Linked DNA regions of Mus musculus: all the other regions are linked to region 2. A link is a contact called in public Hi-C and promoter capture Hi-C data. All regions are on one chromosome and are shown on one strand. Each heading gives the region's core, a stretch centred on a gene start, on an enhancer-like site or on the middle of the called end of the contact. The rest is flanking DNA. Distances are from core to core; before and after follow the strand shown.

Evidence for each region. Promoter capture Hi-C pulls out the DNA fragments that hold promoters and counts their contacts. A called contact is a pair of places that touch in the nucleus more often than the background predicts.
Region 1: a Hi-C map of uterus shows a contact between it and region 2, with 13 times the contacts expected there. The contact joins the promoter of Rbm10 here to the promoter of Wdr44 in region 2. A contact is called at or near these places in 2 of 39 promoter capture datasets (the HPC-7 cell line and pre-B cells) and 1 of 484 Hi-C or Micro-C datasets (uterus).
Region 3: a contact with region 2 is called in a promoter capture Hi-C map of pre-B cells. The contact joins the promoter of Slc9a7 here to the promoter of Wdr44 in region 2. A contact is called at or near these places in 2 of 39 promoter capture datasets (maxillary cranial neural crest and pre-B cells).
Region 4: a promoter capture Hi-C map of erythroid cells shows a contact between it and region 2, with 13 times the contacts expected there. The contact joins the promoter of Cdk16 here to the promoter of Wdr44 in region 2. A contact is called at or near these places in 2 of 39 promoter capture datasets (erythroid cells and pre-B cells).

The regions. Positions count from the first base shown.
Region 1 is chrX:20,616,042-20,619,058 of GRCm38.p6, reverse strand. Rbm10 (RNA binding motif protein 10) reads right to left here and starts at 1,556. Exons shown (of 24, transcript NM_145627.3): 1 at 1,008-1,556. Ndufb11 (NADH:ubiquinone oxidoreductase subunit B11) reads left to right here and starts at 1,440. Exons shown (of 3, transcript NM_019435.5): 1 at 1,440-1,999. The coding sequence starts at 1,799.
Region 2 is chrX:23,691,739-23,694,689 of GRCm38.p6, reverse strand. It overlaps Wdr44 (WD repeat domain 44), which reads right to left and starts at 1,639. Exons shown (of 21, transcript NM_001305675.1): 1 at 1,421-1,639; 2 at 1,151-1,265. The coding sequence starts at 1,227.
Region 3 is chrX:20,290,442-20,293,315 of GRCm38.p6, reverse strand. Slc9a7 (solute carrier family 9 (sodium/hydrogen exchanger), member 7) reads left to right here and starts at 1,489. Exons shown (of 17, transcript NM_177353.4): 1 at 1,489-1,956. The coding sequence starts at 1,632.
Region 4 is chrX:20,686,761-20,689,723 of GRCm38.p6, reverse strand. Cdk16 (cyclin-dependent kinase 16) reads right to left here and starts at 1,298. Exons shown (of 16, transcript NM_011049.5): 1 at 918-1,298.

The sequences.
Region 1 (3,017 bases), core at 307-2,806, 3.1 Mb after region 2:
CCAACCAGAGATCAAAATTACCCCTGAATCTTTAGCTGCCACCCATTTGTACAGGAACCAAGTAAAGCTAGGCGGGTATAGTACTTGCCCAACGGTAGGTTGCCACAACACCTTTTCTCTTAAGTACCTATTTTCTCTTCCAACTCAAGGATCAGTTAACTTCCCCCAGATGGGGAAAAGAATCACAGGCAGGAACCCCAGTGGATGAGAACCTGACACAAAATGCTCAATGGCAAAAGAATGAGTCTAATTTTGTTGCATACACAGCACAGAAAAGAAACAAAGTTACAGACAAGCCCCCAAAATAGCCAAGGGCCAGGATCACAGGATACCTATAAGAGACACAATTAAACGGATTTCCCTTTGAATATATAGACCTCACTGTTACAGATACAACTCCCAAAAGAAGAAACGCCGGATATATATATTCTCTGCACCCCCTCCCCAAACTAACTAAGTTGGGGTCGATCAGTAACAAGCCTGCTTCCTGATAAGGATCAGAGGTCAGATACAGACCCCAAGGATAAAAACCATATTCACTTTCTTTCTCCGCGCTTGTCACCCTCATTCCCACCACATAAATGAATAGAGGCCGCAGCCAGAGTATTTCCCCGTGGATAGTTAAGTAACAAGGGCAGTCAGCACAACCCTCCTCTAAGAACACCCCCCGCAAAGTCGCAAACACGCGCGTTTCAAAAGATAAAAAGTTCGGTGGGCAAATACAGTAAGTCACAGTACCCCACTCCCATCTGTCTCTCCCTTCCCCCAACCCGCGTGCACCCATCCCGCGTCCCAATCGCGCACGCGCTTTTGCTTTCATAAGAAAAAAGCTGGGGTGGGGGACCATACCCCCTCTTCAGGTGCAGGCTGTGCAGGCATCCCTCAGCTCTGTGCGAACTCCGAGGGTACAGTCCGTCCCCGCGCCTCTTCTATGCACACCGGCCCTCTCCCCCTCCCACGCGCCCAGCTCCTTTACCTCCGATCCCACGACCCGCAACGGCGCTCACCTTCTCGGCCCGGGCTGTCAAGGGAGGGCTCCCAGGCATCACCTCCGCCCGCCACCACCTCCTTCAGAACTGTTAGTTCAAATGGGAGCCAATGCATGCAACTACCAAGTCCAAGACTGGGAGCAAAAAGGAGGAAAGGGGGAGGGGAGACGCGACCGACGCGTTGCCCTCCCAAGGAAACTCGGTGCCACCTCCTCCTAGCCGGCCACAGTCACCAACACAAAATGGCGACGAGAAGAGAGCCGGCGATCCGACCACCATCCACCTACTAAGGGAGCGCGCTCTGGCCGGCCTTGACGATTGGTTGCCGGTCACCATTGGCTGGCCCTGGCATTCTCTGATTGGCAAGCATATGCTACCTCCCCATTCCCTGTGAGAACGGCCCAGGAGTCCAGAAAAAAGAGTAGCTATTGGCTACCCCTAAGAGGCCCGCTCTTTAGAAGCTTGCTGTCCTTTGAAGTTGAAAGACAACTAGAAGCTCCACCTCTTTCCCTACAGGGCCATCTAGATGTCACCGCTTTCTTCTTACGAAGAAAATGAACAGACCTCTCAAAAACAACTCTCTCCCAGACTAACAGAAATGATAACGTTGATTCGGTAGCGACACGGCGTGGGAGGCAAAATAGAGTCCGCACCTCGCCGAACTCGTAAACAAACTTAGGCCGGGGATCTATTTAGCAAGGTAAGGGCGGAGCGACAAAAATCGCGCTGGGATCAACCGCAGCTGCGCACATTGTATTTCCGTCTCCCTCCCCCCCCCCGCCCCCCAGGACTCCGCAGTACAAGCTGTCATGGCGGCCCGACTGTTAAGCTTGTATGGTCGCTGCCTGTCAGCAGCGGGGGCGATGAGAGGGCTCCCGGCTGCTCGCGTTCGCTGGGAGTCCTCCAGGGCTGTAATCGCCCCATCCGGTGTGGAGAAAAAGCGGCAACGAGAACCGACCATGCAGTGGCAGGAGGACCCAGAACCCGAGGACGAAAACGTCTACGCGAAGGTGAGAGGGAGGGGGGAAAACGGGACGCTGTAGGGGCCAATCTGGACCAGGGAAACCAGTGTCAAAGCGGACATTCTCCGGCCCGAGATTTGAGCAGTGGACAAAATCTTCGAATATTCAGAAATTTTGCCTAGCTTGTTTTTCTCTTTCGTTGCCTTATTTGCAGTCAGAAATCACACTGAAAGAGGGCAGCACCCAAAGCATGTTAGAAACTTTATAATTAGGGTAATACTAAACTCTAAGGTAACACGTGCATAATGCCAGGCTGTGCTAGACACTTTGTATCTATTTACTCATCTCAATTCTAAAGTAGCGTGATTTTGAAGTAGGCACTATAACTGTTACTGAAGTAGGCACTGTAACTGTTACAGTGACATAGATGAGGATACTAAAACACAAGTTGCTAGCCCAAGATCACAGCTTGAGTAGGTCATGGAGCTGATTATTTGCATTCAGGACTGAATTCCTGTGCTTTATGGAGAGCAGAGATTCTGGAGTCAGACATCTTGGGTTGAAAATTATTCACTTGTATGACCTTGGACAAGTAATTTAATCTCTTGGTGCCTCGGTTTCTTTGTAAAGTGAGAAAAGTACTAGGAAAGCTAAGAAAAACACACCTGCTTCATATGAGTCAGAATGGTCACTGCAGCTCTTACCACTTACTTCAGAAGTACTCCAAATTAGAAGGTGTTTATTATTGCCATTTCCACTCTACTGAGGATATTGTGAGGTTTGTGTTTTTGAAAAGGCCTAGTATATTCAACATTAACATCTGATTGAAGATCTTAAATTATTATAGGGTCCTATAGAATAAGTGGACCCATAGGAAATTGCCAATATCCAAACATTTTTTTAATCTTTATAAATAGCACTTTCCAAGGATGAAACTTAACAGACAGGGTGAGCACTCCCAAACAAGTACGTGAGGCCAATTATTCATTTGGAAAGAAAGTCAAAATCTTGGATGGGGAGATGGTGATGAATTCAGTGGTGATTAGATTTGGAAGAAGAGCTTTCT
Region 2 (2,951 bases), core at 390-2,889:
ACTTTGGGAAATATAGCGTATACAATACATAGCAGATTTTTGAAATCCCTTCTAAAATATACTTGTCACTTTATTTCTATCCACGGGGTAACTCTAAAAACTAAGAGTTCAACTCTGAGCATCATACACGAACACACCCATTTTATCATTTAATTTTCAAATTCTTATAGTTGGAGACTACATTTCAGTGCTTCTAGTTACAGACACATCAGGAGAAGAGTTTGTGAAATAATTGTAAACTGTGTTTCCACTCTGAAACGTGAAGGGGAGTAAAATAAGTTAAGTCCAAATCCTGGTCAGCGACGCTTTCCTACTAGTGAACTTCCTACTCAGAGCTAGCCATATTAATCACCAGTAAAACATCTTGCAAAATGAGAGAAAGGGCAGCAAGCTAGGCTCTCCTTCCAAGGACCTTATTACTCAGCACTTGTTTGTAGATCTGTACTCGGCTGTGTACATTTATGTCCGGCTGCCCTTTCAGACCACAGCATTCTCCCTAATGCTAAGGATCTTGTCTACAATTTCCTCTGGCACACAGTAAAGTGCTATTTCAGTAAAACACAGCTGATGTTGAACTCATGCGCAGGCTGGAGAACCTCCTTAAATAAATACCTGCCTTCCCCCCCCCCCCCCCCGCTTCTTTTTTTATGTAAAAGAAAAGGTGAGTGGCAAATAGGGTCGAGTTACAGTCACTTTGGAAATGAATAGGAGAGAGAGAGAGAGAGAGAGAGAGAGAGAGAGAGAGAGAGAGAGAGAGAAGCCGGGGAAGTTCAATTTGTCCTGCTACCGCTCCTTTTGGTCCCCGAGGGCCAAAACAGATGTTGGAAAGGTAAGCTTTGAACCCCGCAAATACAAATCGCTGCCTCTGAGGCACAAATGCCATCCGCTCAAGGGCTGGCTAAGACAAGAAAGGGGTCCGAAAGAGTCCCCAAACCGCTCACTAGGGAAAAGGGTGAAGGAGGATTCCCTCTCCCTCTTCCAACTCATCCTGCCCTAAGAAGTCCCAGGTCTGGGTTCTGAGGTGTCCAAGTGAGACTAAGAGGAACAGCGGTGACGGACACAGACGGACTGGGGAAGGGAGTAGAGGGAGATGCGGGAGAAGCAGGAGACTAGGATGCCCGAGCTCTGGGCCCGAGCTTCTGGTACTTACCCTACAGGATAGCCGGTCCCCAGGTGCACATCTTCAGGGGCATCATAGAATTCTTCGGTGTCGCTTTCCGACGCCATTTATAGGACACACCCGCGGGTGAGGGGGCCGGCTCCGCCTAGAGAAAGGGTGATTCTGAGCGTCTCCTCCTCGTCAGTTAAGAGTGTGGAGAGGTGGGTCCCCGGGCGACACTGAGGAGGGCACAGATGACGTGGAGTGAGAAGTCAACCCGGGACCGGGGACCACCCTCAGTTGCTGGGCTAAGGGGATGACCTGCAGAGCGACTGCCTGAGGTGGCTGCAGTGGGTCTGGGACAGTGGCCGGCGACCCGGGCGCTAGGTGTATGGAGAGCGCTAGAGAAGAGGCTGTGGCGCTTCTCCGTCCCGGAGAGCAGGCAGCGGGCGTGCCAGCGACAGCAGCTCCAATTTCTCCCGCAGCGGCAATTACAGTTGCAGGGAAAGCTACTAGCCCGCAAAATACCGACGCGCACCTAACCTCGCGAGATTTCGCGGCCGGCCGGTAAAGCGTGGGCGGGGCGGAGAGGTGGCGGGGGGCGGTCCCAGAGAGGCAATCTTATGATTACTAATGCGGGAGCAGCCTGTCAAAATGGCGCAAGCGTGTTGAGGGCGTTTAGGAGAGGCCGGAAGTAGTGGGAATAAGGGCGGTGTCTAGCCTGCGGTGGGGTGGAGTCTGGGACCTGCGCAGGAGCAGCTGTCTGCCAAAACTCCGAGGCACGCCCGACTTCGGTGCAGTTTCCTTAGACGTTTATTTACTGATTCTGCTAACTGCAGTTCAAAAGAAGCATTTTGAGAGGGATGATTTTGAGTCTCTTCCGTTCATCCTGAGAGAGTTCTGTGGGCATTTTGGGATTGTATATTACTTAGTCGTTTCAGCCAAGTCTAAAATATACCGCCTTAGGGTTTTGGCACTTTTAGCATCTTTAGTCTGTAGGAATAGATCTGTCTTATTCACTTGCTATAAGATCCCTAATTGAGATCCCTACATATGATCCAGATGGCCAAGGGGCAAAGTCCATAAGAAAGAGATAGCTGGGGTGTGTCCCATTTCCCAAGAGTAATGGTGGATTTATTGCTGGAGCTGAGCCATCATAAGAACTGCAACTTTTCTCAATAGTTAACTGTCGTCGCAGCCCATGATGTGAGAGAAACTATATACTGCCCAAGATGTATCACATAACAGTGCAGGCAGGGGAGTTATAGATCCTTTGGAAAGTATAACTTTTGTCAAGAATTACTACTAGATTTTATGTTTTTTAAATGTTTTAACTTAAAGAGTGGATTTATGGTCCTTACTACAAAATAAACTGGTGAGATGATACGGCTTTATTGACGTTTTCTACAGTGTTTACAGTGATTAAAACATCACATTTTACTACCCCAAATATAAACAATTATTTGACAATTAAAAATAAGCTAATTATACTGGGTACAGTGATGCATGCCATCCATACTAGCATTTGAGAGGTGGAGGCAGAAAGATCAGTATTCCAAAGTCATCTTAAGCTATATGAGTTTGAGTGCAGCCTGTGTTACCTAAGAACCTGTTCAAAAAAAAAAAAAAAAAAAAAGAACAAAGGTTCATCTCAAATTAAAATTTTTTGTTCACTATACTATGGAAGAAAGCCTTTTTTGTTTTGATTCATGAAAATTTATCAAAATATATTGTTATATGAAAACATATAACCATATAAATTTAGAAATTTATTTTCTACCTAATTACTTACTAGTGAACCTATACATTTCTTAAAATATTTTGGTTTATTGTAAAGGTATCACCTGTTTGA
Region 3 (2,874 bases), core at 240-2,739, 3.4 Mb after region 2:
GGAATCAGAACCTTTGGGTTGCATAAGATAGTTTGCAAATATAACTATGTGTGGATAACAGTGTGTTTTCTTCGGTATATATTTATGAATAGGTGGGTGAGACTTTTCATGCTCTTCCCAAGTCAACTACTTTATGTGAGAATTAGTCTTCTGGTTGTCTGCTGTTAGAAGAAACCATTTTCAAATAGCATGGTCAATTAAAATAGGTCCAAATATTTCATTATCTCAGTTTGAGGCATGAACTATGCACAGTGAGGTGGTTCTTGTTTGCAGTGTCTCATATATTTGTGGAGGAGTAGCAAAAGATCCTGGCTAAAATCAAGATGAAGAGATTCCATGGTGTGAAGAAGGTACTATGCAGTTTTGTCTAAATGTTCACCTAGAGAGGATGTAGGTATGTTCTGAAGAGTTTCCCTGTGTCCTTCAGTGAATTCTCCTGACTGTAAAAACTCCTCTGGCCAAAAAAGCATGGGCAGTTGGTAGGGATCTCAGAGAGAGATTCAGCAAATAGAATGCTCAACATCAGGAGGTGACTGATCATATTAAGCTTTCTTTTCTTCCTTGACTTGAGAAACAAGGTGGTTGCTCTAGTTAGTCTAGAGAATAACTATTCTAGTTATTAGAATTTCTTCCAAAAGCTTTTGTCTTCTGAAGACCTTGTCCTAATTCGGAGCTGGGCTTGATCCTAAAAGCTTAACTAAAGCCCCCCCCCCCTTGTTTTCAAAGTTAACAGGAAGACAGCATTAAAAGGGTACCCTTGGTACACCATCTGCAGCTCTTCTACACAAAATGGCAAGAGTCTTTAGTTCTCTCTAATTCAACCCTCTTTCCCCAAGGGGATTAGTTGCAATCTAGATGCTGGAGGTATTTATTTCATGGCTCTCACGAATTGCCCTTACAACCCTGAAGCTGACTTGAACACAGTTTATTTGAATAATGCCTAAAAGACTCTGGGGAGTTCTGAAACTCTGGATACAGCCCGAAAGGTGAGAAAAATTGAAGTAGGTGGTGTGTATGTGTGTGTGTGTGTGTGCGCGCGCGTCCGTGTGTATAGACAGTGACATGACTTTGTAACTCCTGGGTACCCCCACTTTACTGGGCTCAGAGAGGCCACAGACCCCTGTGACTTCAAACTCTGAGCGTGGCGCTAAGGACAGGTCTGGAGACCTAGCAATGAATTGATCCAAGTTGATGTCCCTTGCCAGGAGCGAATGACCTCTGCCATCTCTTTTAGGTGACGTGGTAGCTACAACTCAGGAACTGGCTTGCCGACCCCAGACAGTCTGACCAGGTACGCTTGGACACGGCCAGCAGCTCGGTGGCGCAGTGGAAGGGCTAGCCGCCCTCCTGGCAGAGGGAGGATAGAGCTCGCCCCGCCCGGACAGCCAGCCTGGTGGCCTTGCTGCTCCTCTAGGCGGGGGATGAACAGGTGCGCGGGCGGGGGGTGGCGCTTGGGGATCCTGCGCACTGCGCGTGCCCCTCCCCCGCAGCTTGGCGCAGCCCTGGCCAGGCGCGAGCAGCGGGAGGAGGAGCTGCGGCTGTGGCCACCGGGGTAAGTCCGCGGCACCGCTGGAAGCTGCCGACGGCGCGAGCTGGTCCCCGCGTGGAAGAGGCACGGGCGACCCGGAGTCATGGAGCCTAGTGACGCGGCGCGCCCGGGTCCCGGGAGAGCTTTTCGGGGGCTGTCGCCGCGGCTGCTGCTGCTGCCACTGTTGCCTGTGCTGCTGGGTCGGGGGCTGCGGGCTGGGGCCGCGGCCTCCTCTGGGGCGGCGGCTGAGGACAGCAGCGCCATGGAGGAGCTTGCCACCGAGAAGGAGGCGGAGGAGAGCCACCGGCAGGACAGCGTGAGCCTGCTCACCTTCATCCTGCTGCTCACCCTCACCATCCTCACCATCTGGCTTTTCAAGCACCGCCGGGTGCGTTTCCTTCATGAGACCGGGCTGGCCATGATTTATGGTGAGTCCCCTGCTACTGCCACGGCCCAGGTCCCTAGGGCAGCTGGCCGTACTCCTCCCGGTGCCGCGCAGTGCTCCTGCTTCACTTCCAAATGAGTTTCTTCATTTGCGTTTCCCGCTGAGACGCTGTGGGTTTCCAAGGTCAACTGTCTGCATTTTTCTGGCTTTCTGCAACGGTTAAAAAGCATTTTGTGTGTGTGTGTGTGTGTGTGTGTGTGGGGGGGGGGGTGTTCCCGTTTCGACGTTTCTTTACTAGGAACTAAGATGAAAGATACAGAGGTGGCTCCTTGATCCCTTTGCTTCATTTTATCTCGGTTGTGCTGCTCTCCATCAGCATTGATTCCCCACTCCCCGCCCCAGTTTAGATCTGCAAAAGGTATTGGGGGATTTCCCAGGGAGCTGTGCCACCCCAGGGGACAGGCCACAGAGCGTGAGAAAGAGGGCTGAATGTAAATCTTGACTTGGGTTGCTCATGGTGGTCATCGCAGGTTGGTGCCCACTTCTGATGTTTGTGTTCTTTCATTTCTTGTTAATAAAGTGCAATGAGGAATACAGAGAAAGATGAGCGTGGTTTAGGACCCAGACTGATGACACCACAATGTCAGGCCTAACTAGAGACAGGTACCCTTATGTCTCATTGGGAAGTTATGCCTTTTGCAAGTCAAGGGTAGCTCTTATAACCCTAAAATATAACATACATTTCTGAGTTCGTGGAGAGAAAAGTGATGGTTTTAATCTTGGAGTCAGTCCTCTTTTGTTAAGGATGGGCTGATCCCACTATCCTTTCTGGATTTAGTGATTTAGTAGTATACAGCATATTACATGGGCAAGGCTAGGACATGGATAATAACAGCCACAATCTGAGTCATCCTGTTTTCTCTCTGTGTGCCTCCTGTCACCTCCACCCCCAATGGACTCC
Region 4 (2,963 bases), core at 49-2,548, 3.0 Mb after region 2:
CTAGAACTTCATATATAGTATTGCCCCCACGCTTTCTGGAAGCCTTTATGGACATCCACTCACACCTCATCTTGACCCTTAGTGTGCAAAGCTCTTTATACTTCCTTTACTGACAATCTCCCGTACACATGTACGCACACACCTAAAACCCAGTAGTACAGGCCTTTCCCCATCCTCTCCCATTACACACACTCTCAGGTCCTTCAAAAGCTCTGCCTTCACTGGCATATACTGATCTCACCCTACCTTTATTACATCTACATACCCTCATCTCCAGGACCCTCCATTACCTCCTCTATGAGCACACCCTGGACCCAGAGAAGCTGCCACCCTCAACTCCGTGGATAAACACAGTATTAACACTATCCTGACCCTCATCACCACACACTCGGAACTATGCGTCTATCAGCACACCTTCTGGTAGTACCTCTACCACCCTTTCTCCATTTACACTGGGCCTCTCTGTAGCTCCAACTTCCACTAGAATGTTTTGGAACTGTCTTTACTTCAAACCCTGTTATACCCCATCACGTCCCTCATGGTCCTGCAACCCCTTTCCATAAGCACACTGGGCCTGAAGTCGTAAGGCTTTTTATTACATGTTCCTAGCCCTTTAGCAACTCCGAGAATCTCACTGTATCAATCCATTCCCATAACGCTAGTCCTTTAATCACCCTTCTCCCACTTAGCATCCACAGCACTTCCCATCCTCAGCTCCCAGGACAGGGGCCCAGGGCGGGGCCAAGGTCAGGGAGGCCCCAAATGACCCCCCAGTGCATTCTGGGAAACTCGAGGGGGAGGGGGCACCTGACAGACAAGCTGCCCAGAACCCCTTGGTCTTGTTCCAGCACTGCCTAGGGTCCGGCTGGCTCTCTAGGAAGAGCAGCCCCCACCCTAAGTATCGAGGACACGCTCACCGGAGGGGGCGCGCGAGTAACCTCAGAGCCGCGGGGCCGGCGCGGTGGCGCCTGGGGCGGCGGCCCGGGATGAGGCCGCGCGACCTCCTTTTCCTCCAGTTCGCCGCAGGCGCCCGTCCCAGTAGTCTTCGGCCATGGCTGCTGGGCCCGGGCCGCCGCCGGCTGAGGAGGAAGAGGCGGCGGCGGCGGCGGCGGCTGAGGCGGCGGCGGCGTCCCGCTCAGCCGGCCATGAGCTTGGCCACTGCGGGCGATGCCCCCGTGCTCGCAAGCGCCCGCTGGAATCCGGGTGTTCACGGCGGCTCGTGACTCACAGCAGACAGCTAGCGGAGACGCAGCATATCCCAGAGCCCCCCAGCCAGCGGCCCAACAGCCGCGCGCGCCGCGCTCCGCGCATGCGCACGCACACGCTGGGGGTGGGGTGTGAAGCAGGAAGGAGGAGACTCACCTCGGACTGCGTGTACCAAAAGAGCCTTCTGCAGCGGGAGGGGGTGCGGCCATTGCGTGCCCAGCAGGGAATGTGGCGTTGGCCCTGGAACGGCGCCAGGGGGATTTAGAGAGGGGTTAATAGTTTTGATCTTGCTAGAAATTTACTAGCATCGAGGTGAGCAGCAGCCAGTAGCCAGGCGTGCCAGTCACCACCTTCTTTCCCTACAGTCTCATTTGGTACATCCCCATGGTGGTAAACGGGACTTTTGCAAGGAGAAAAAGAACAGGTGAGCGAAGCAGTTCCAGTCCTTTGTGGTGCCTCGGGAGGCAAGAATTTAAAGGCTGGAAATGACTTTCTAGGAGAGGTGGCCTGGATTACCACCTTAGCTAGGACAATCTAGCCCCGCCCTGCCACCCACCCTCTACCACTAGTTTGTTACCCACTGTGAAACGTATGTGGCCCCACCCTTTTGAAAAAGCTGACGCTCAGCCAATCAAATTTGCTCCCTGCGTCAGGGCTGAGCAAGAATGAAGGGCGTGGCAAAGCTGAAGAAGCATGATCTAGCTTTCTCTTCAGCTTGCCTCCTCCTCTGTACGGTTTTTTATTGGTTTTCGGGCTCGCCTTTTTGTTCTGAGCGCTTCTCAGGAGATCGCTGAATATCCCGTAAGATAATTGGTCCAAAGGCCACTCAGTCAGCCGGTTCCCTCCTTTAACCATTCCCACATTCTCCTGCAGCTTCTTGGTGTGGTGAAACCTAGGCTGAGAAGGAAAGGCCTTTTTAGAGGGGGCAGACTCCACTAAGGCGCAGGTTTGGAACTTTGGCTTGGGCGGAGCTTCTTGCTGCCTCACTCTAATATTCGCGTACAAGCTCCTCTAATTAGGCTTTCTTTACACCTTTCAATTACCTCATCTTGTCCTCTACAGTCTTACTTAACTAGGTTCTGTTACACGGCCAACATTGCCAGGCATACCTCTCATTCTTCTCTGTAGAAAATGACACGATTTCCCGTATCTATCCCAAACAGTTCTGCAGACTTCCTGAGACTTCTTACACTGGCCCCAGGAATTTCCTTGCCTCTTCTGGGCTTCCTTTGGTTGGCCTTCTTTCCCAGTCACGATTTTCAAGCAAGGGCCATTGATTGGCAAGTACTTCTTCAGCCATGAAAGTCGTCCTTGCTAGGATAGACATCGGGTCTATCATTTAACAGACTTAATCTCCTTTCCTCTCACAACAGGAGAATATCCTAGTTCTTGAATATAGCAGGCATTTGTGTCTCTGAGACTTCATACTCGCTGTTGTTGTGCCTGGAATTCACTTGCCCCATATCTACACTTATTTCTTTCTGGTGCAGTTCCATTATTCCAAATCCCCACTTGGCTTTATGCCTTTTGAAAGGGGGGCTTTTAAAATTTGATGTTTATTTGCATTGTTAAAGTCTATTCCCAGCCTTGTGTGTGCTTCCATGCTGAGCTAATAATACCCAGACCTGGTCAACATTTTGTTGTTCTGTTTTCAGACAGTCTTTTGCAGCCCAGTCTCATCTTGAATTCAGTGTAGTCAAGAATGATATTGAAGTCTGGATTCTTCCTGCATCCACCACCCAAGTGCTGGTGTTATA